Regions from separate parts of the Mus musculus genome. Here regions 1, 3, 4, 5, 6 and 7 are each linked to region 2. A link is a contact called in public HiCAR-type, HiChIP or PLAC-seq and promoter capture Hi-C data. All regions are on one chromosome and are shown on one strand. Each heading gives the region's core, a stretch centred on a gene start, on an enhancer-like site or on the middle of the called end of the contact. The rest is flanking DNA. Distances are from core to core; before and after follow the strand shown.

Evidence for each region. Promoter capture Hi-C pulls out the DNA fragments that hold promoters and counts their contacts. HiCAR-type assays count read pairs that join an accessible place to other places. HiChIP or PLAC-seq counts read pairs in DNA pulled down with a chosen protein or histone mark.
Region 1: a promoter capture Hi-C map of pre-B cells shows a contact between it and region 2, with 3 times the contacts expected there. The contact joins the promoter of Bzw1 here to the promoter of Nbeal1 in region 2. A contact is called at or near these places in 2 of 39 promoter capture datasets (liver and pre-B cells) and 1 of 115 datasets of contacts at active chromatin or transcription factors (astrocytes).
Region 3: a contact with region 2 is called in a HiCAR-type map of astrocytes, with 4 times the contacts expected there. The contact joins the promoter of Tmem237 here to the promoter of Nbeal1 in region 2. A contact is called at or near these places in 1 of 39 promoter capture datasets (liver), 1 of 484 Hi-C or Micro-C datasets (olfactory sensory neurons) and 1 of 115 datasets of contacts at active chromatin or transcription factors (astrocytes).
Region 4: a promoter capture Hi-C map of pre-B cells shows a contact between it and region 2, with 3 times the contacts expected there. The contact joins the promoter of Cflar here to the promoter of Nbeal1 in region 2. A contact is called at or near these places in 2 of 39 promoter capture datasets (liver and pre-B cells).
Region 5: a contact with region 2 is called in a promoter capture Hi-C map of pre-B cells, with 4 times the contacts expected there. The contact joins the promoter of Fam126b here to the promoter of Nbeal1 in region 2. A contact is called at or near these places in 2 of 39 promoter capture datasets (liver and pre-B cells) and 1 of 115 datasets of contacts at active chromatin or transcription factors (astrocytes).
Region 6: a contact with region 2 is called in an H3K27ac HiChIP or PLAC-seq map of microglia, with 6 times the contacts expected there. The contact joins the promoter of Trak2 here to the promoter of Nbeal1 in region 2. A contact is called at or near these places in 3 of 39 promoter capture datasets (embryonic stem cells and liver), 1 of 115 datasets of contacts at active chromatin or transcription factors (microglia) and 1 of 9 other capture datasets (adipose tissue).
Region 7: a promoter capture Hi-C map of liver shows a contact between it and region 2, with 4 times the contacts expected there. The contact joins the promoter of Nif3l1 here to the promoter of Nbeal1 in region 2. A contact is called at or near these places in 3 of 39 promoter capture datasets (the HPC-7 cell line and liver) and 1 of 115 datasets of contacts at active chromatin or transcription factors (astrocytes).

The regions. Positions count from the first base shown.
Region 1 is chr1:58,391,500-58,394,598 of GRCm38.p6, reverse strand. Bzw1 (basic leucine zipper and W2 domains 1) reads right to left here and starts at 1,701. Exons shown (of 12, transcript NM_025824.4): 1 at 1,383-1,701; 2 at 324-397. The coding sequence starts at 387. Gm39644 (a long non-coding RNA gene) reads left to right here and starts at 2,056. Exons shown (of 3, transcript XR_003947828.1): 1 at 2,056-2,143.
Region 2 is chr1:60,178,965-60,182,132 of GRCm38.p6, reverse strand. Nbeal1 (neurobeachin like 1) reads right to left here and starts at 1,534. Exons shown (of 55, transcript NM_173444.2): 1 at 1,448-1,534; 2 at 379-670. The coding sequence starts at 429.
Region 3 is chr1:59,118,360-59,121,625 of GRCm38.p6, reverse strand. Tmem237 (transmembrane protein 237) reads left to right here and starts at 1,820. Exons shown (of 13, transcript NM_001037812.3): 1 at 1,820-1,923. The coding sequence starts at 1,891. It overlaps Mpp4 (membrane protein, palmitoylated 4 (MAGUK p55 subfamily member 4)), which reads left to right. Exons shown (of 22, transcript NM_145143.3): 22 at 182-691. The coding sequence ends at 373.
Region 4 is chr1:58,711,631-58,714,618 of GRCm38.p6, reverse strand. Cflar (CASP8 and FADD-like apoptosis regulator) reads right to left here and starts at 1,333. Exons shown (of 10, transcript NM_207653.6): 1 at 960-1,333.
Region 5 is chr1:58,585,031-58,588,201 of GRCm38.p6, reverse strand. It overlaps Fam126b (family with sequence similarity 126, member B), which reads left to right and starts at 1,869. Exons shown (of 13, transcript NM_001310598.1): 1 at 1,869-1,990. It overlaps Ndufb3 (NADH:ubiquinone oxidoreductase subunit B3), which reads right to left and starts at 1,805. Exons shown (of 3, transcript NM_025597.3): 1 at 1,532-1,805.
Region 6 is chr1:58,971,559-58,974,772 of GRCm38.p6, reverse strand. Trak2 (trafficking protein, kinesin binding 2) reads left to right here and starts at 1,291. Exons shown (of 16, transcript NM_172406.3): 1 at 1,291-1,536. Stradb (STE20-related kinase adaptor beta) reads right to left here and starts at 1,251. Exons shown (of 12, transcript NM_172656.6): 1 at 923-1,251.
Region 7 is chr1:58,443,832-58,446,911 of GRCm38.p6, reverse strand. It overlaps Nif3l1 (Ngg1 interacting factor 3-like 1 (S. pombe)), which reads right to left and starts at 1,761. Exons shown (of 7, transcript NM_022988.3): 1 at 1,278-1,761. It overlaps Ppil3 (peptidylprolyl isomerase (cyclophilin)-like 3), which reads left to right and starts at 1,426. Exons shown (of 7, transcript NM_001285827.1): 1 at 1,426-1,766; 2 at 2,273-2,323. The coding sequence starts at 2,321.

The DNA.
Region 1 (3,099 bases), core at 452-2,951, 1.8 Mb after region 2:
ATCTCCACAAAGTCTAGGTGAAATCAGGGACTTTAGGAGTGCCCCCCCCCTTCTATTAGCCCTCTTTGTTCAAATTCTTCTTTAAACTATGAGCTTAAAGTCACAGGTTTTAGCCACTAAAAAAAAAAAAAGAAAAGAAAAGAAAAGAAAGAAAGAAATTTGAGAAAGCAGAGAAACACTAAGGGAGCAGTTAATCTGAAATAGAAGTTAAAGAGAAAATCAAGTTTCTATTATTTTCGGGTTAGTAACATGCAGCTACCTGACTGTGAGAGAAACCAAGATATGTCTGAAAGCTTGAGGGTGAGTTACAAATAAATAGTTACCTCTTTTTCTGGTTTTAAAACGCTGGCCTGATAGCGTTGGTTTTTGCTGCTTTTGATTATTCATAAAAGACACCCTAGAAAAAGGAGAAAGAAGGCCTTAAAAACACCCGTGCCAGTAATATTAACTTCTTAAACCAAGTATCAAACCTTAAATCAAAATTACAATTAAAGCAAGCCCAAGACGCTTTCAGTTAACAGGCAATAGAGAGGGTGCAGGTAAGTTTCCCTCTCCAGGAACCCCTTGATGTAAGTGCTGGAACTACACCTTGATAAAGCATTTTACTATCACCCTGTCTGGTGGCAAATGGCCTACCACAAACCTAACTACTCAGTCTCTCCTACACCGTTCTTTGCATCTCCCACTTTTTCTAAGTAACCCGAACTTAGAGGACTGTCGCGGTCACGAGCTATCTGTCAAAGGCCCTGAACCGCATCAGCGCTGCCCTCATTCCAAAGTGGCGCCGAGAGCCGCAGAGCCCGCTTGCACCCTTCCAAGATGCAAAACTGAGAGCTGGCCGCAAACGCTACAGCCCCAGCCGCCTCCTCCTCCCCGGGCACGTGTCTCCACATCCACACCCTTTCCCGTGCCTCCCGCCTCTCGGGGCTCGGGCGGCGGGCCCCGGAGCGCCGCAGGCCCTTCTCCACCGACCCTGTCGCCTGCGGTGGTGGCCGCCGCGCCGAGCGGACCACAGGCGCCGAGGCGCTGCGCGCCGGGGCCCCCGCCGCCCCGTACATCCGCCCGCCCTCCCGCGAAAGCAGCGGCGGAGGCGGCGGCCGCGGCGGTGGTGGCGGCGGCTGCGCCCCGCCCGCCGAACTCCCCACGCGTACATCACCCAACAGAGGCCGCGGCGGCTTTGTTACCCAGGCCGGCCGGGGCGCACACGGGGGCGCGCCGCCACCCCGGCGCCCCGCGGCCTCGCCCGCCCTCCAGAGCGGCGGCCCGGGCCACGGATCCAGGCCCCGGGTCCCGCCGGCCCCTCCGAACCGCGCCGCCACCCTCCTCCTCCTCCGGGCCACGGCGCGCCGCTCTTCCCCGGCGCTGCGCCGCGCTCGCCTCACCGAATTTAAGGCGAAGAGAAAAGAGCCAGAAATCCCCGAGCTGGCGGCAACTGCGGCGCTGTCTCCTCTGCGACCGGAACTAACGCGAGCAGGAGGGGAGGAAGAGGCGCCACCCCCGCCCCGGAGGCCTGCTATCGCGAGATTTCTACCCTGCGCCAGTTCGCACTCCCCCCTGCCGAAGGCCGCGGGGTTGCAGCTCGGGGGCACCGGCTAACACCGCGGTGGTAGGCGTCTCTGTCCCACCCTAAAGCCCCAGGCTGCCCTGACTCTTGTACCAGGGTAGCCCGTCCCCCTTCCTCCGCCGCAGCGGCCGGCCTCCCCCTCTCCGGGCGGGGATGGGAGTGGGAAGCGGCCCCTCAACGGCCGCGAGTTGGACCAGTCCGTCCCGGTCCAGCCCAGACCCCTCCTCCGGAAGCTGGAGCCCGGGGGTAGGGGGAATGCTGGGCGGCGGGCGCAGAGGCCGGGGCGTCTGTAGGGTTCTGCCTGGGTGAGGACTGCAGCCCGGCCTCCCTGCTCTGCGATGCGGTGTGCTGAGGGCAAGTCTGACCTCGGCCTGTCACCACGCCTTGCAAGGGGTGCTCGTCCCCTGACTGCGGTGGACTGGGAATTTGTTAAAACCAGATTGCGAGGCCCCCACCCGCAGGGTTTATAATTGCTTCTGGTGCAGGACTCAAGAATGTGCCTTTATCACAAAGTCTCCCGAGATAAGGACCTTCAGAAGGTGTATTCTCCGGGACAACAGATAAAACTGCCCGCATCCGGTTTGTGCCCTTTTCATCCGCCATCCCCCAAACACCGGGATTTGTCCTTAAAATCCCTTTCCATGTACCAACTTCTCGCTCTCGCTCTCGCTCTCTCTCTCTCTCTCTCTCTCTCTCTCTCTCTCTCTCTCGCGTGTTCCAGATCGAGGCCAGCCTGGTCTACAGAGTGAATTCTAGGAGAGCCAGGGGTATTTCTGACATCCACCGTCCCTGTACTCAAACCTTTAATCTTTCTTACTCGTACATGGAAGGCACTTCTGTTCACTGGCATTTAACATATACTGTATTTGGAGTTTCGGATTTGCCTCTAAGGCTTTAAGCCGCTGTTTGTTGGATCTTGGCTGTCAATTCTTTTCCGTTCAAGTTGGTAGGTCGGAGCGCTGAAGGAGCAGCGGTGGGAAAATAGCCTAGCAGCAACAGCCTAACTTCTTGGAGGTACTGGTGGCCCATAGGACTGAACTTTGGTGGGACCTAGGAAGGCCAGGCCGTGGAGCATAGTGGGAAATGATGGGAATCAGGGCTCTAAGTTCCCCTACCTTTATCCTCTAACCCTGAGTCCGTTGGCATTTCTCTTGGAAGTCTTATTTCATACTCTGCATGATAGACTACCACGTCCCCCACGTTATGTTTGTTTCTGATGTGTTAAGGGTACAGTATTTCACTAATTAAAAAGCCATGTTTGTGTAGTATGTGTGTAGCAGACATTCTCCTAAGCACTTAACTGCGTTGAGTCCTTGAAACTGCCCTATGACTTTGACACTTGTTAGTCTTGTTGGGAAAAGAAGGCATATAGGTCAGTTAACTTGCCAGTGAACGGCCCCCCAGCGGCCTGGTCCACCAATATAATAAACTGCCAGGTCACACACTGAGCTGAGCTAGAGACACAAAAAACGGTGAATAGCCAAACCCGTTACTCATAAAGCTTCCCTCCGCATTGGCCACATTTCCCAATTCGG
Region 2 (3,168 bases), core at 285-2,784:
TGTCAATGTACTCAAAACTGAAAAATAAATATGGGAAATTCAAGATCTCTTACATGTTTTTTAAAATTTATTTATTTCTCTTGCATGTTTTTTAAATTCAGGATGGGGGAGTTGTTTGGGGTTCTGTTTTGAGAATTGCAGCCCTGGCTGTCCTGGAAATGTCTTACGTCCACTAGGATAGACTCAAACTCACATAACACCACCTGGCCCGGCATTGTTCTAGGACTCTGTTCTGGGACTAAAGGTATGCACCACCACACCTGCCAGTTCAGGATTATCAATATGCACAAACACACTACACAATAAGGTCATAATGCTGGATACAAAATTTTATAATCAAGTAATTTTAAGTACAGAAATAAAAGGAAAGCAAATTACCTTTGTACAATAAAGCATCCAAAGTTCAAAGAGCCTCTCTCTGGCTGCCATTCTGGCTTTCCACTCTGGTACTTTAATATTTCCTCAAAAAGACGGTTCAAGACCATATCATATTACTTTATTTTCCAAGTTTATCAGCCGTTACAGTAAAGCTCAAAGCAGTGGAATAAACAAAAAAAAAACAAAAAAAAAAATTCGTAGAACAAATAAGACTGTCTCAGGTCAATAAGGGTCAATTTCAGCAACTACTCCAACACTTCTTCATCAGGGGTAGCTGGTCTCGTAAATAGGTCTGTGAAATACAAAAATATCCTAAGTTTTTTTAAGCCACATTTGAAAAAAAAAAATCCAGATATCCGTCTGCCTTGATCACCCCATTCAAAGGGATAAATTTTTAATGTGATTAGATATTCCAGAAACTCCTGTTTGGCACACCACGACTAATGATCAACATAAAATACTAAAACCTTCCAGGCAGATTCACAACCAAAACTGCGGTAGATGGGAAGGAAGACGGCTCCCTACTCACGCCTTCCTTTAACCAGGAGCACAGATCAAACACAACAAATATCCGAGATTTCTCGCCAGCTTCTTAAAAGTTGCTGGGAATGTTTGCTGCGTTGCAGGGCAGGGCGTGGGGGGAGGGCCCGAGGAATTCCTGGTTTGTTTGTTTTAACCATCCACACAGCGAAAGTCATCCTGCCTACCTGGCTTCCACCTCTCCACCCAAGAAGAAAGGGGCTCACACACCGTGGCAAGGACCACCTCCCGTGGGACGACCCCAGACCCCGCCTCGCAGCAGTCCGGGGACCTTTCCATTTCCTCCCTGCGTCCCCGTTACGAACAAGAGAGACAAACGTCAGGCGTGCCAATCAACTTCAGAAGCGCGGCCCGGAGCGCTCTGGGACCCAGACCCGGGACCCACGCCAACCGGCCGCAGCCAGACCCGCCCGGGCCGGCCGCGCCCCCTCGCCCGCCGCCGCCGCCCCTCAGGCTGCAGCCCTGCGCCGCATTCCCCCGGGCCTTCCCGCCCCGCGGCAGCCTCCGCCCGACCTCGGCGTCCCCTCACCACGCTCACAGGCCCGCCGGCGCCACCCCGCCGCGGGCTAACTTGCTGCCCTCCGCCCTGCCCGCGGCGAAGCCCCGTGTCACCCCGAAGCCGGGCGGGAGGCGGAGGCGGAGGCGGGGTAGCGCCGACGCGGGGTGGGAGGAGCCAGGGGCGGAGCAGCCCCTGGGCTAATCATTCCGGCCTCTGGGGATTTACCCGGCCCTCCGGCAGCCGCTCCTCGAGGGCCGCTCAGCCCCGAAGCCCCTCCCCCGGCATGCCTGCGCAGCCGCAGTGCCCTCGCTCAGGCTCTGAAAGCGGTCGGAGCCAGCCTGGGCATTCCGGTCAGTAGTCACCCAGCTGGACGTGAGGGCCGACGTGCTGACGTCGCTCCCCGCCCCTGCTAGGTGGGGCGGACGGAACTTTCCTCGCCTGGCGGCGCCTCTGCGAATCAGCTGAGGACCGGCGACCCTAGGGCGTCTCGAAGGGATCTCGATTTGATTTCTTTGTAGAAATGGGATTGGTCCTGGGACAGAGCTCAAAAGCGAAAAAAGAAGAAAAGAAATCTTTACCTGTTCTGGCGTCGTTGCCTTTGTACTGTCACTGCCATTCTGTGTCTGTTCCAAGGAGACTGCTGTACGGAATGAGTTCCGTCTTTCAGAAAAAGAAGCAAAAGGCAGTCTTATTAGCTGCACACACTTTCTTAAGGTTGTTGTTGTTGCTATTGTTTTAAGAGAGGAGAAAAGCGTAAGATTAACCTTTTAAATCTAAACATTTAAGAAACTATTGTGAAATTTTACAAACATATAAAAAAATCAGTTTTAGAGCAGCTTAGCATCTGAGATGCCCTGTGTTTGATTCCTAACAAGCACACACAAGGAAACAAAGTAATAAAATGAACTTCTATATGTAATCACTAAGCTTCAGAAATAATCGAAGCCACCCTGAAGAAACAGGTCTGTGATCTAGCACTTAGGAGATGGAGGGAGAGAGATCAGGAGTTCAGCGCTGACATGGGCTACCTAGCAAGTCTGGGACCAACCTGTGCCGCATGAGACCTTGCCACAAAAGAAAAGAAGAAGAAAGGAAAGGGAGGGAGATGACTTGCTGTGCAAGCCAGACCTCCTGAAATGCAAGATGGAGACTGGAGGGCCAGCGAGCCCTGGCCACAAACAAGAGACCCTAGCTCACTAAATGGAAAGCAAGAACCTACTCATGAAAATTATCCTCTGGCATATACACATGCACAATAGATAAATAAATGTAAAGCTACTAATGCCATCATGGGGGTTCACTATGTGACCTTTATTTTTAAAATATACTAATGCCCCCACATGCCCTGTGTGCGTCCTTGTGCCACATATGTTTGTATACCCTCTGAGGCCAGAAGATATCTTATCCCTGGGAGCTGGAGGTCTGGGTGGGGGTGGGGGCTCCTGACATGGGTGCTGGGAACATTGTCTTGTGTGCTGCAAATGCTCTTAACCACTGAGCCATCTTCCAGCCCTTATCTATTCTCGCTTATTAGATTAATCTACAAGTTTTTCTTGTCAAGAATCACAGGATAAATAATTCCGTTTTGCAGACCATGCAGTAGCTTGGATATCAAAGGTGAAAGTAAATTTTGTGATTCTGTCACCAAAATGTAGAGTTCCCGTTATCCTTCACAACAAACATCAATGAGTAGAGGACGGGAATTAAATCATTAAGCTTCAGTAACATTATTTAAAAACCCTGTGATCTGA
Region 3 (3,266 bases), core at 571-3,070, 1.1 Mb after region 2:
CCTGGTTTATACAGCAGGACTCTGTCTCAGAAATCCAGAATTTGGAGGGAGGGCACAGATAGAATATAGAGGATGTGTAATTGACATAATTGTTTTTATAAATACCCTCACGAGTTTGCCAGCAGAACACCTGGTCTTATTGCCTGTGCCATTCATACATATTTTTCAATCACTCCTGAAGGATGAAGACCTACAAGAGATGGAGGAGTTAGCCCAGAAAATGGAGAGTCAGTTTGGCCAGTTTTTTGATCACGTGATTGTGAATGACAACTTGCAAGATGCATGTGGCCAGCTGTTGTCCGCCATACAGAAGGCTCAGGAAGAACTGCAGTGGGTGCCAGAGGCATGGGTTTCCCCTGACACTGAATCTTAATCTAGTGTCCTGCTTAAAGCTGGAAGCTTCATAGTGTGCCCTAAAGATCCGGAATAACGGCTGCCATTGAAAACAGCAGTGTTTGACCCATTAGAACTGCGACTATGAAGTCCTTATTGTATAGCTATAAATAGCATCCTATACATATACAGAGCTACTCATTTGGCTCTCAGGCATTTTCCCGATGTTTCCCCATATGAGCTAATGGCAGGTATGTGACAATGTTGTCACTGAATGTGAGCATTTTATAGATTTCATATGGTGTTTTGTAAGATGTAACTCTTCTAAATAAACCAGTCTACTTAATGACAAACTGTATTTTACTTTGTAAAATATTTTCTTATTTCTGTTTATATTTTACAAAAGTGCCTAGTTGACTAACTAAGCTAAGAGCGGTTAACAAGTACACATTTATCTAATAAGGAAACCTATGACACTGTTATTTCCAAATCAGCAAAGTGGACTAGTCCTGGAGCCTGTATATGAGCTCCAAAACGAGGATGTTGATACAGTCTTGGTCTCCCTAGATCCGAAGCTCCACTGCACCCATGTCTGTTCATCTTCTTTATATCCACACTTCCCTCCATTCTACCTATTTTAAACTATAACTGTTCCCACTGAAGGAACTATCAGAACTGAACATTCAGATTATACTCCTAGGCCTACAGGGAATCTAGGAAACTGGGCAGGCCAGTGAAAGAGATCCTCGCTGTTTCAGTCATACAGATCTCCCTCCAGGCAGCACCCTGGCAGACGGGAACCAGGTGGGGGACGCCGGCCTCTCCAGGCTCCGCAAAGCCGCCTCCTCCCACAAGTCCCCGGAGGCCGGGCGTCGCGGGAAGCCGGCCTCGGGCTCCGGCGGTTGCGCCTAGGGAGGCCCGCGGGAAAGCATCATGAGGGACGACTCAGGGCCTCCGCTGGAGGAGGACCAAGCGGTGAGCGACGAGGGGCGCCTGGCCCGGAGTGTGGCGAAGTGGAGGTGTCCTAACCAGCAGTGACCACCGCCGAGCCGGGAATCTGGGGACAGCACTGCCCGAGGGGTGCGGCGGGGGCGGACCGGGGCTGTACATCAGGGCGGGCCCCGCAAAAGGCGATCAGGTCCACCCAACATCCGGGCGCCCTAGTCAGCGTTGCCATGGCGACGCCTCCGGGCGGCTCTCGGTCAGAGAGGAGGATGTTCCGGTGGGGAGTTTGAATACGAGTCTGGTCCCGCCGTGCCCACCCCCACGCAAACCACGATGACCTCCCGGGAAACTGTGGGTGAACCCCCTCCGCTCCTGGGGACGCCGGCCGACGCTGAGGTTTTCCTAGTTCGAAGGGGTCAGATTGGGTTCGGCTCCGGTAGCCCCAATACCTCCCGTGGGACGGGTGGGGACGCTCCGGGCCCAGCAGCCATGAGGCGCAGCCCGATGACGCTCTGCGCCTGCGCGCCTGGGCAGGAGGGGCGGGGCGGGCCGGACCGGGGCGGGGCGGGCGGCTGTGGTGCCCTGAGCTCTGCTGCGGTCCCTGGAGACGTGATGGGGAAGAAGCAGGTGGTTAGCGAGCCTCAGGTACTTTTGAGCTGTTGGGAATTTAGTCTCCGCCTGTTCAGCGGTTCTTCTTTTGAGGGGCTTAGAGGTGCGGTTTCTAGATGGGTGAGATGGTTCATTTTTGCGGGACTTTTGAAATACCAAGAGGACTGGGTCCCACTTTCATAGCATCTTGAGAATAGTAGTGCTTTTGTAGGACCACCATTCTATTCCAGTTGTCATTTTGACTGCTGGATTCCATTAGGACATCGTCAGTGTCCTAATTTTGTAGCATTCTCACGAATTTGTTTGAGTGAATACAACCATGGATTGCGAAATGGGACAAGCAAGAATATCTAAAATGTGAGCCTTTGGAATCAGTGCCTTCCATAAGCAGCATGAAATACCCGAGCTAATAAATCGACGTCTAGGCACTGCTCTTAGAGATCAATTCTTTTAAAGGTGTATTTGTAGCCGGACAGTGGTGGCGCACGCCTTTAATCCCAGCACTTGGAAGGCAGAGGCAGGTGGATTTCTGAGTTCAAGGCCAGCCTGGTCTATAGAGTGAGTTCCAGGACAGCCAGGGCTATACAGAGAAACCCCGTCTCAAAAAAACCAAAAAAAAAAAATGTATTTGTTTTGAGTGTTTTGCCAATATATGAACCACTTGTGTGCCTGTTGCTCACAGAAACCTGAAGAGGCTGTCCATTTCCCTGGAACTGGAATTACTGGTGCTTTGTGGGTGCTGGGAACTAAACCCAGGTCTGCTGCATGAGCAGTAACTGCTCTTAATGGCTAAGCCATCTATTTTGAAAATTTTCAGAATGCTTAACTAATGCTTCCTGAGCTTGCAAGCAGGACTTTTCTTAAGTAAGAACAGGGTAAACTACACCAGCCCCAAATACTTCCTGTTCTAAAATATGTTACCTATTTCTATTTAAAGTAACTTAAAAAAAAAGCATGTTACTCTGTGGCATAAAACCTTAGTTGGCTTCCTAGTTAATAGAACTAAATCCGTATTCCTTCTGCTAGTCTGCGAGGTCATAGTTAATCTGACGTCTGCCTTCTGTCCTGTGTCACTGGTTTCTGCCTGGCTGCTCTTTACCTGGAGCCCTTCATGCCCTGTCTTTCTTGAAAGCCTTAACATGTGCTCCTCATTCCCTGTAAATTTGGCACCTTTGTCAGGAAGGGCTCAGCTCAGATAACATCAAAGAGGCTTTCCCTAAGTAAAACATCACTCTTCATTCCTTATATATGGTTATTTATTGTATGCAAACACACATGCACATGCATGCACACACATGCATGCACAGACACACACACAAGCATGCATGCACACACATTTATATGGCATGGTCTAGTTTTATCTGAGCATGCAACATTAT
Region 4 (2,988 bases), core at 84-2,583, 1.5 Mb after region 2:
GAATTGAAGAGGGAGGAGAAAGAAAGAAAAAAAAAGAGCCAATGAAACAAATCCAAGTGGCCACTGCACAAGATGGGGAAGGAGGGGAAACTAGGATGGAAACAGAAAAACAACACCACAAACATCTGTTCTGAAAGACTGTTTGGAGAAAGAATACGAAAAGGAGCTGGATGGCTGGGGCCAAGGGAAGATTCCCAATTTTTTTAAAGGCAACCAAAAGACTGTATTTGAGTACACCAATGTATGTGACTAGAACCAGCCACCTCTGGCTGTCGCTAGGGAATGGACTCGTGGGAGGTGGGGGCAGTGTCTGTATTTACTTTGCAGGTATATTTTATTTATATTATAACTTGCCTGAAAGGTTTTGGATATTAAAATGCAATGCAAAATAAGAAGTAAAATCCTTAGTAAGGAGCAAGACAGCTGCCCCAGGTGGGGTGTCAAGTCTTCCCAGAGGTGAAGGTCAGCTAGGGCGTCATAACACAGGTAGTGCTTCTTGTTTCTGAGATTTAAGAGAAATAATGCTTTGAGTATAGGAAGGCCCTGGGCCAAACCCTCACTGCCTCACTCTTGGCCAGCAGGCTTCTTGCCAGGATAAGCTGTCCTTGAGCTTTGTCCAGGCAGCCTCTACGCTGGGATTATAGAAACAAACAAAAAACACCCAAGTACCTTGTTCGAAATTTCACGCCATCCAGAGTCACACACTAAATTAACAAGGAGGCATTTGAGTCCAGTAACAAGTTTAATTTAATAAGTCTTTGGCTCTCTTCAAGAAAGACTTGGATTTGAATGTGCCACAAGTCTGGAGGTGCTGTGAGTGGATCCCCAAAAAGCACAGAAGGAACCAAGAGTGGAAGATAGGAAACGAACACTTTCCTACATTAATCAGGAGTCAGCTCTCCAACTTCCCAAGTCCCTTTGGGAACTGCAAGAATAGGAGGGGTTCTGGGATTACTCACACCGGGCGGTCGCCGGCCCATCCCACTCAACAACGGCTTTGTCGCCTGTCTTCGCTGGAGACCACCAGAAAACTGGATCGAACGAGACACTGGAAAGAACACAGAGAGGAGCAGACTCTTCAGTAGGCGTCCAGGAAAGTTAGCCTGCGGAGCTGGCCCAAGCTGCTAGCCAGGTGACGCGCCCAGCGAGCCCAACAGGTTCAGGAATGAGATGCGACCGCTCTCTCCCAGCGATAAGGACGTCCCCAGAGTACTCTTGCGGGGGCAGAATCGCGAGTGTGAGCAAAGAGAAGGGCTCCGAGAAGATGAGAATGGCCGCCATTTCACCAAAACTGAATCGAGGCCATTGCTGAATTCCACAATCCTAACAAGAGGGCGGAGGAAAGTTACAGGAAGCCAGAGAGGAAGCCAACTTCCGCCTCTAGGGGCGAAACTGACCAGTCAAGGCTCAAAAAAAAAAAAAAAAAAAAAAAAAAGAAAGAAAACCCCAAAGACCGCACATACCCCAAATCCCGCCCCCCATGCTACTTCTCTGAAGGAAGGAAACACCCCACTTCCCACCCACCCACCCCCCACCCGGGTTTCTCGCAGCTTGGGAAACTAGGTTAGCAAGTGGTGACTTGCTAAAGAATTAAATGTCATCAAAAACAATGTACAACATAAAACTTCTGGAAAAATCCATTGAAGCTGAGTGTGGTGGTGTACGCCCAGCTTTGGGGGCGGGCGGGGGTGGGGTCGGCTGCTGAGAGAAGATTTTAGCGGTCAAATCGCTTGCTTACCCAAAGCCTCCACCTCCGCGCCCCACCCCGCCCCCCACCCCCCACCCCCCCCCCACTCCCCCCCCCCGCTCCAGCTGCCAAGTGAGGTCTCTGCCTTCAGAAACCCTGTGCTCTGGACATTGGTCACTGAATACACACAGTACCTAAGTGTCATCCCAGCTGGTTGGAATAAAGACTTTCAATAGGCTATGAACTTTGGCTACGTGGTTATCTCTGGTGGACTCCCAGGAACAGTGACTAATAGCGACATACTCTCTAATCCTAGTAATCCAATCAGGAGGCAGACACAGGTGGATCTCTGCACAGTCTAGGGCAGCCTGGGCTACACAGTGAGTTTAAGGAGAGCCAGGGCTGTATAGAGAATAGAGTCCTGTCTCAGAATACCAAAAAATAAAATAAAAAAATAATTTGCTTACAAACCAAGCTTGTTTGTGATACCAGAGAGCTGAGCTTTCTGCTTTGTTCAGAACCTTTTGTAAACTAGGAGGTCGACCTTTTATCTAAAATCTCTTCTTAGGTTTTAAATTTTAGATCATCCCTATTGGTCAAGGCCTGACATATGACACTCCCTTCTGGCCCCACCCCTTTTACTGTTAAAAAATTTTTTTTCGAAGGTTACCTGAACCCGGAGGATTTAATTAGACTCCTTGAATTTACTTCCAGCGAACTTGTCCACCAAAAGAGAGAGAGAGAGAGAGAGAGAGAGAGAGAGGGAGGGAGAGAGAGAGAGAGAGAGAGAGAGAGAGAGAGAGAGAGAGAGAGAACCAACTTTTCGAAAGGAAAGCTGGAAACTGGACAGTTCAACTCCAGGAAATGAGTAATTCTCTAGATGTTTTGTGCTTGACTAATTGTGGCTCGGCCAGCAAAGTTAATCTTTAGTTTTCCGACAGGAACACAGGAATGCTCCCCCTTGGGGGTTTATGGGTGCTCCCTCCAGTCCTCAATGCAGTCACTACAGCTCCGGGGTGCCTTAGGGTCATTAAGGGTCACTTCCCTGAAGATCCCATCCCCTGAACACACCAGGCCTCCTTGAACTGGGAGTTGTTGCCACCTGTGGTCGCCCTGAGCCCTGGTTCTTACCCAGCCAGCAAAGCCAGTAAAGGAGCTACAGTCCTCCGCGCCCTCCCGGGCTCCGCCCGCCATCCCCTGTGCGCCAGCGCCGGCGCCGGACTCGTAGCGACCTCCTTGCCGGGCTAGAACGCGCACGGCACAGCGGCCCGGGACTTAGGGTCCCAGGCTCGCGCAGCGTC
Region 5 (3,171 bases), core at 620-3,119, 1.6 Mb after region 2:
CATACATTTTTGACAGCATGAAATGTAGAATAATTCATTAATAGTATATATAAATATACATATTTATTCAAGAGAAGGTTTCTCTGTGTAGCCCTGTCCGGGAACTTGCTCTGTATACTAGACTAGTGTTGAACTCTGAGACTCACCTGCCTCTACCTCCCAAGTGCTAGGATTAAAGGCAACCACACCAGGCTTCAGGCTTAAATATGTTTAACATACTGGGTTAGATGAATTTGTTTTTTACTTTTACTGTCTACTAGAAATTTTAATTTTACATATATGGCTTCCATTGCATTTCTACTGGATGTTATCTCTTAAGAGAAATTCCTGAATGTGCATGACATTGAATATGTTTATTAGATTTTTTTTTCCAAATAAAGCACACATTACTGTATCACTGGGGTATGAGCCACCCCTATCTTACAAGAATATTGTTTATTTACTTGAGACAGTCTCACAAAGCTCAGTCTCACCTCAAACTTGGTATGTAGCCAGGGAAACTTTGAACTCTTACTCCTTCTGTCTCTGTCTCCCAACTGCCAGGAGTACAAGCCTGTGCATCATGCTGGGCTCCTATTTTTAAGAGTATTTCTTTAAAGTCATGTGTGGTGTGTGTGTGTGTGTGGATGTTCATGCAGAGGTCAGAGGGCAACCTAATCCAACTGGTTCTCTCCTCTTCCACAGAATGAGCGAGTTCTACTGCACTGAGGGCTCAACAACAGGAAATTATTTCACCTTTAGAACTGTCCGTTTAAGAACAGAAAAAAAAAAGGATTCAACCATGAATGAACACATAATTATGGAAAATTTAAATGCTATCTGCCTATGTCAGAAGTGAACTCAAAAGTTTGGTGATGATCAACCTTCACTAACGATGGCTTGTTCTATCTAGCACTGGGGAAATGTTGACTTGCTTTCCCTAAGGAAGAAGAATGTTACATCCATTACATATAATTTTACAGTTTATCAGGGATTTTCAAGGGTGTATCTCAAATTTCCCTCATTTAAAAACTGAGATGACCATTAAAATATGGGAAAATACAAATGAACTGCTATTACTTTAGTATCCAATCCTTAATCCTAGGATTATGCAGTAGTCTTGATTTTGTGACTTGCTCTTTTTCACTTAAGCACTGTGTCGTAAACACTTATATTTGGGAAACCGTACTTAAAATACAAGCTTGTGAAGCAACCGTTGCAATTATTTCTTCTAGTTTTAAGTATTTTCGGGTCTGAGCTGTTCTTTACCCTATTCAAATACAACCCAAAAAGCCAGGAGGCGAGGAGTACATTGCATCTGGTAGCGGCGGTTTAAAACATCTCTGGGATTTAACAACCATCGTAATTCTCAAGACATCCTTCATCCGCCTCAACACAGCCCAGCAAGAACCTTGCAGCGGCGCTCCCTAGCTAGATCCCGGATCTTCTCCCGGTCTTATCGGATCCCTTCAGCCCTCTCCACTTCTGCATTCCCTGGATAAAGTTTAGATTATGCGTAATCCAGAAGTCTCCCACCAGCTCCCTAAATTACCTGACAGCAATCTGACCTCCCGGGACACTCAATATTCAACCTTACAGCCGGAGACAACCGGAAACGGACGTTGTTTCCTCTAGTTTCTTACGACAGGAAAATGGGGGAGATGGTAAACGTTCCGGTACTGGCGCAAGGCTCCCAGACAACGTAGAGATGACATGAAGGAGCCTGGAAGTAGAGATTATTTCCCACACTTTGCAGCTGGAGTCTGCTTGAGGTAGAAGATATTGAGGAGAAGGACGATAAAGCCGTGTTTGTCTTGCTCCAGGACGGAATCTTTAGGCGGAGCACCGAGAGGCGGGCCAAAGTCATAGCGCAGCCAATGAGAGCGGTTGTTATTAAGCGCGTGGGCCCACTCAATGAGAAGGCTGGTTGTTATGCTGCAGTTGGCAGGCTGCTGCGGGAGGCGGTGGCGGTGGCGGTGGCGGTAGGAAGCCTGAGGCTGCGGGGTGACAGGTAGGCGGCGGTGCTGTCTTGGGGGGGTTGCGGGGGGGGGGGCGCACGGTGCCGGGTGAAGAGGAATTTCTCCTCCGGCTTCGGACGCCGTAGTCGGGAGCTGACGAAGGTGAAGTGGGAAGGCAGCAGGACTGTTGGATCCGAAGCCCTGCAGACCTGGGAGCAAGCTCGGGAGGGTCGTGAGGAGAAGGCGTCTGCCGAGGCGGCTTGGGGATGAGTGTTGTGGGGCAACTTGGGGCCCTAGCAAGGGCGTTAGGGTGTCGGTGGCGCGGGCTGAGGCGGGAAGGAGGCGGGAGCAAGACACAGGTAGTGAGGGCTGAAGGGATGTCTTGCAAGAAGCCTCAGGTAAGAGAAGGACGTGGTATTGCAGACACCTGCGTGAAATCCTAGGTGTTCTTAGGGCCGTTTGCTGGGATGGGGAGAGGTGCGGAGAAGAAAGATATTTATTGGTGGTCAGCTCTAGAAATTGGTGGTTGTACATTATGTAACCCATGGCAGTTATTTTTCCAAGTAACTCGACTGACCCTGGTAGAAGAAGAGCTCTGCAACCCATTGATGTATCTGAGCACTTTGTTCTTGTTGGCTCCAGCGTTCTCTCTACCGAGGCAGGGTCTGTAGGAGGAGGACAGCGTGAAGGCAAGAGTAGTCACGAAGCGCTTATCCCAAATATGGACTTTGGTTGCGAGACAACACGATGTTAGCTTTAGAGGAATGTTGTCAGATTCGTGTTTTGTAGTACAGGAATTTGCTTTGCGGCTTTAACCTTCAGAAAAGTGGAGAGCCTTTTAAATCTATAGACGAAGATAAATGTAGATTAGAAAATGAACAGTAAATTGGTAGACAACTCGCCCCCAGTGTTAAGGACTGTGAAAATAAGTTGGGAATCTTAGCAGAGGAGTGTCAACTTTTAAGTGATTTCCCTTGTTAAGTCTAGGAAGCTAGTTGTGAGTTATGCCTTAGGCTTAAAAAAATAAGTTCGTTGAATGTCATGGACATAGATAAAATTTATGTACAAATTTAAAACTATTTTGTTTTGAAAAGTCTTTTAAATCCACGGTTTGAATGGTGAAATACAGTCCTAAACAAATCCCTGTCGGCGAATATTGTGGAAGGGCACTTTTATAACTCATTGGAAAAATATCTTTAAAAAGTAGCACTATAAATTATTAAAATGTAAGAGG
Region 6 (3,214 bases), core at 42-2,541, 1.2 Mb after region 2:
AACATAATGATGAGTACTTCAGTGTAGTCCCTTGCAATTGTACCTAAAAAGCTAACCACAATAAAGCTTTATAAATAATCTAATTTGTTGCATAATATAGAAGTCATACCCAGGCCTTTCATTTGAAAGGTTAACACTTTAAATGGACACCAGAGGGGCTATGTATTTACAAGACTTGGGTTTTGCGTTAATCGAGGTATTCAATGGTCTACTGTTACAGGAAATGCCGACAAAAACAAAAAACCTACCAATACTCTTTGTTAGGCTTCAAAATTACAGTAATTCTCAAGGTGATCTTGAAATCTCATAAAACCTTAACAAAGATCATAGCGAAGCACACAGCTTAATCCAATTTTCCAAACTTAGTATCATGACTCATGGTTTCAACAAATATTTACGGAGTGCCAAGCACTGTGCTATGCAGGTGCTGTCACAAATCATGATCAAGTTTGGAGGAAAGGTATTTGACATAACAAACCCACGAGGGGAAAACAAGACATCAAATGTAAACACTGAAGACAAAACGAAGCCTGGACATTTAATTTGGAAAAAGGTCCCTTCGACGTCTCTGAGCAGACAGGTCTGGGGCCAGAGTGTCTTCAGCTTGGGAAGTCGCCAGGCCTGTGTGCGCTACCAAAGGTAAGAGCTGGGGGAGCGGGGCGGCGGTAGCTGGGTTCCTGCACCTGGCACCGCTGCTGGGCACCCGGGAGCCCCGGCCCCCCCGTGCGCTGGCACAGAGACAGAGAGCGGGAGCCGGCGTCCCGCAGACTCCAGCGGCTGCTCGGCCGGCCGTGTCAACTCCGGTAAGGAGCGGAGGCGAGGACTGGCCTTGTAGCCTTCCGCTGTGCACCTACCGACCTGCGTTCCCTGTCGCTCCCCGGGTCCCCACACCATCCCGTGCTGGCCTGCCTCCCCTCATTACCTAGGCGGTGACCAAGGCCAGCGACTCTCCAGACAGCGGGCGCTGAGGGGAGGCGACACGCGCGAGCCCCGGGACCTGCCTCGCGAAGGGGCGAGGCGAAAACACTAGGCCGGCTTCCAGGGTGAGCCTCAAGGCACAGAAGTGCAGCACGGCCTGGAGAAGGCCGGTCGGCCTGGACTTCTGCCCTAGCCCGGGGCAACCGGCCGGGACGGGATTCGCCCCACCCCAGCGGGGTCGGGGCCCGCCGCTCCGCCCCACCGCGCCTCCAGCTTCTAGCTCTGGAGTGAGGAGGCGGGGCCCTCGAGCTGTAGGCGGGACGGAAAGCAAACTACAGTTCCCAGAAGGCTTTGCGCTAGGGCCGCAAAGCCTGTTGGGAGAGTGGGTCTCCTTTTTAGCTTCCCTAGCTGGGTGGGGGCTGCCATTGAACCGGCGTCACTGCAGCTCCAAGGTCGCCCGGTGATGATGTGAGAGCGCCTGCCAGTTCCTGCCACGCCCGGGGGGGTTAGCTCGGTGGCGGCGGCGGCTGCTTCAGATGCTGCTCTCAGGCTGCCGCGCATTAGGGGCTTCTTCCTGAGCGAGTGTGGGCGGAAGAGCGAGGACGCCGGGCCATTCCCGTGAGTAAGCTCCCGCGTGCGATTCGAACTTGCCCTTGTCAACTTCTCTCAAAGGCAGAGAAGCCTTCCTGTCCCGCGTCCCTCTGGTCCCCAGAGGTCACTCACGGAAGGATTCCGCCCCGAGATGGGAAAGGGATGTTTCCCAAGTGTGGGTGCAAACTGATGGGAACTGGGCGGTAGCCTCCGGGATTCACCCTATCTGCACCTCTGAAGATTGGCAGCTTCCCATCCTTTGCCAGACAGAGTCCATCTGGAGCTCTGTCGTTTTAGGATGAGTGGCTTTAGTGTCTGGACGTTAAACCTTAAGCTCTCGGTGGCCATCTGTGATGCAAATGGGAGGAAAGGACACTAGAAAGAGCTCTTTCTTTATTGGGCTTTTATTTGTAATTGATTTGGAACCAAACGCCACATGTCTTTTTAAAAGAAATAAGGAAGACAGACAGACAGAAAGACTTTTGGTTGAAGCAAAAAGAATGAATATTGGCAGTTGTGTTTTCCAGTGCCAGCACTTCTGAGTCCCAGACACTTTTTTTTTTTTTTAAATCACAATTATGGCAGTGAAGTCAATTACCTGCTTATGCATCTTTTTCTGCATCAGGAAAGATGGTAATATTTCGCTGGAAATTCACTTAGCTTATGTAAGGACCACTGAACAAAATGAGCTAGACTCAGAGTTCTTGCTCTACCTTAGTAAAAATGTTTGTGACCTTTCAAATCTTTGCTGTCCTGTTAAAAGTCTGAGCTACAGTGAGCTCCAAATAGCATATTAATGGTGGTGACACTTGAAAACGAATTGTGAAGGACATTTGGTGGTGGGAAAGGGCAAAATTAAAGGCACTTTATCATCTCGGCCACTCTCCAGCTTTCTATTTTTAAAATTAGGTAGTATCTGGCAAGCCTCAGATGTTTAACCAGCACATACATACCTATGTGAAAGACAGTGCTCTTACCCATACCCATTTTTACTGATGTGATGATGTACACGGTTCACCTAACCACGCACATTGCTCACTAGTTGCACTGGAGACTTTCTGTATCAAGTCGAGATTTACACCCATACCTGCTTTGCCTCAAAGTTATGAACCAGGTTAAAAGAATGGTTAAGAAGAATTTTCATAGTTTGCTAGTACTCGCTCCATCATTCCTTGACTATGAATGCATCCGTAACTCCCACTTTAGCCCTCTGAACAAATTGTACACTCTTGTCTGCTAGTCTCATCCCTCATAGAACTGCTCATTAACACACTAAGAGCTCATTCCAAATCCACCTGGATGCCTTTATGTCTTAAAAAAAAAAATGATAGGATTGGACTTATATCACAAAGGTGCTTTCCAGTTCTCGGGTTTTATGGTTCTATGGTTATTATTCTTCACTGCAGATGCTTAACATCCATAGTCACAAAGCATTGTTATTCTTCCCTATGAATGTTTAACATTCATAGTCATAAAGACTATGGAAATTGGCCTTTTAATGTTTTTACTTCACTGCCCAGACTATATTAGAGCCAACATGAGGGATGGGGGATGGTAGCACTGTAGTTCTTGCTCATTTTCTTCTTGTCTACAGCTCATTTATATCATCTGTATGATTCCTTTTTTTGTTTTGGATTTGTTGGTTTTTTTTTTGTTTGTTTGTTTTACTTTTTTGAGACAATTTCACTATGTAGCTCAGGCTGAC
Region 7 (3,080 bases), core at 512-3,011, 1.7 Mb after region 2:
TGCAATCTGAGAGTTAATAGAATTGAATAAAGGAAATGTGTTTGCCTCAAACAGGTATTGTAAAAGTATCTTTTATTCACCTGGTATAATTGTCGTCTCCCATCTCTCTGCTAAGCTAGGCCTAGTTCTGGAAGCTTATAGCCTCCATACAATCTTATCTAGGCCTATTATGTTTTCAGACTCTGAGAATTACTGCCGAATAAGCTCACCCTTTCTAGTTCTTTCTGAGCTTGCGCTGGCTGGCTGGTTCAACTCAGCTGTTCTGGCTCAAACTCCTCTCCAAGCTGCCTGATTCATCTGGCTTCTCTCTCAGCCTCTGACTGAATGGTTCTGCATGGCCTCAAACTAAGCCTGACAATCCTCTCTAATCTTCTGGCTGCTTCTTGTTCTTTGGCTCAGTCTGTCTTCACTTATGCATAGCTTGTTTTCTCTATCTGCATCCTCTCTATATATAACTGTCCCAGTAAAAACTGCCCCCAGTCTCTCTCTGCACTACCCCTTAAGTAGCCCATCTTTTCTCCCTGTTCTGGAGAGAGCTGGGCATATCCTATTCTGTCAAATCTTTCTCTGATTCCTCACTTTGTCTGCCATTCAATTAGACATCACTTTCAAACATGGATGCTTCCTTCTACAAACTAATTTTACCTTCATTGTTTGAGATTAAAGATGTGTGCTAAGGGCACACCACAACTAGAAAGGTTCCTCCCACCCACCATCGGTAAATAACACAATCTCGGGGGTTCACAGTGTGACCAAACATCCTGTAACAAGCTACCAACGAGACTGATGTAACTTGTGGCTTTCTTGTTATACAATAAACTTCTATTGTGAGATGACACGACCACGTCCCGGTGTTTTTCTCGGACAATGTGCTCACAGTACAGACACATTTAAAGCATTATTTGAATGGGCTGGAGCTGCCGTACAATGGAGAGATGGGAATATCCATTGTCAATCTACATGATCTTTAGCCCTCTGAACAGCCACTTGCTATTTTTCAATTACACGAGAGCTCTCTTTGCACTTGCGTGTGGTTTTTCTTTCATTTACGCATGGCTCAAGACCTTTTCCAGAATAATCAAGGGCCGCGTGGCATAGCCTTTATTCCTGGAGTCAGCACCCTCACCCCTCCTGCAGCAAGGCAGTTTTCATCTGCAACCTCTCCTTCTATATTCATGTTCCCCCGGCCCTCTGCAGTCACCACAGCCAGCCCGATGTGCACCTCCAGCGAGAAGAACAGACAGCCCCCGCGAGCCCTTCAGTGGTTCACAACTCACCAGTCGCAGAAGCTCTTTCAGTGTATCACTTCCGCTCTGCTCTGAAGCTCCTGGCTTTGTGGAAAGAGTTGGGCAGAAGTGGTCCTGTGCGTTCTGCTTCCGACTCCAGGCCGCTGTGTGAAGTTGGGCGGAAGTTGTCCTGTGCGTTCTGCTTCCGACTCCAGGCCGCTGTGTGAAGTTGGGCGGAATTGGTCCTGTGCGTTCTGCTTCCCACTCCAGGCCGCTGTATGAAGTTGCTGGGCGACAGCGGGTTCTGCTTCTTAGTGAGGTTGTGGGTAGAGCTCTCAGGGGCCGAGGGGTGAGGTGCGTGGTCCTCCGAGTCCTAGTCGGTGTGATGAGGAGAGACTGACGGGAGAGTAGGGCGTCCCCTGCGGAGGGCTCCGGGCTTCACTTCTGTGGCGCACAGACACGCCTTTGGAACCCGCAGGCATGCCGGCCCTTGTAGTTGAGGCTTTTCCGTTCCCGCAGCAGTGGTGCTGAGCGCAGTGGGTGAGTGTGGGGGAAAGGCTTTTATCCTTTTCTCCGTGCACTCAAACGCCTGCTGCGCCCCACGTTGGTGCAAATTTATTTCTTGGGATCCTCGTGGTGAACTCTCGGGCTGGAGATGGTATTCCTGGGACTTTTAAATACGATTGATAAGTTAGCAAGATGTGGCGTTTGGGAAAAAACAAAACAAAAGTGTGAAGTATAGAAATGTATTGTACAGACGTCTTAAGTAAAGTAGGTGTCCCGGGTAAAGGGAGCTCCAAGTGCCTATCTAGAGCACTAGACCTGGAGGTGGGGCTATGCCTCCCTTGCAGAAAGCCTTGAAGAAAATGAGTAAAGTAAGTGCGCACTGGGGTGGCTTGTTGCATTGGGTAGGATCAACACTTTTATGATAGGATTTTCATTTAGAGGATGCTAGTCTAAGCTTTTCGTTGTAAATCTACCATAAAGATGAACAAGTATGGTGGGAACTTGATAGGGTAAAGTGAACTAATTCCTCTCTCTTGTAGGAGATTTGAAAAATTAAACAGTGCTTCCTAGAACCATCAAGAAGGAAAATGGTGAGTATGTATCATAGAATTATTCTAACTGGGTGGTTGGTTGCTTGTTTCTAACCCCTTTGGGTTCCCTGGAGCTGGAGACACAAGCAGATGTGGGTGCTGGGAACTGAACAGGCCCTGCTGCAAAAGCAACAAGTCCTGGTACCTGCCAAGCCTGCCCTCTCAGCCGCCCATTACATGGTTTTTAATTTGTGTGTGTGTGTGTGTGTGTGTGTGTGTGTGTGTGTTTTGGTTTTTTGAGACAGGGTTTCTCTGTGTAGCCCTTGCTGTCGTGGAACTCACTCTGTAGACCAGGCTGGCCTCAAACTCAGAAATCCGCCTGTCTCTGCCTCCCAAGTGCTAGGATTAAAGGCATGTGCCTCCACGACTGGCTGTTTTTTAATTTTTAATGAATATTTTTTTGGAGGAAGTCAGACAGGATAGTGAGTGTGTAGCTCAGTGGCAGAGTGCGTTCCTAGGATAAGGAAGGAGAGGGGAAGGGAGGGGATGTGGCGAGGGAGAGACTGTGTGTACCAGTATAGAGGGAACAAAGTAGAATAAACAAGTGGACATGATCATTACAACGTTACCCTGCTGGTGTGGTCCCAGCACTCAGGAGGTAACCTTGCTCCCAGCCTCTATAGGCCGTCGCAGTCTCAGACCTTTCATTAAAAGACACAAAAGGAAATAAACGAGCAAACAGTGTGCCCTTTCCCCGCAGAGATGAGCAGCACAGGTAGAATAGCAGGGAGTGTAGCTCCTGTGTCCACTGAAGCAC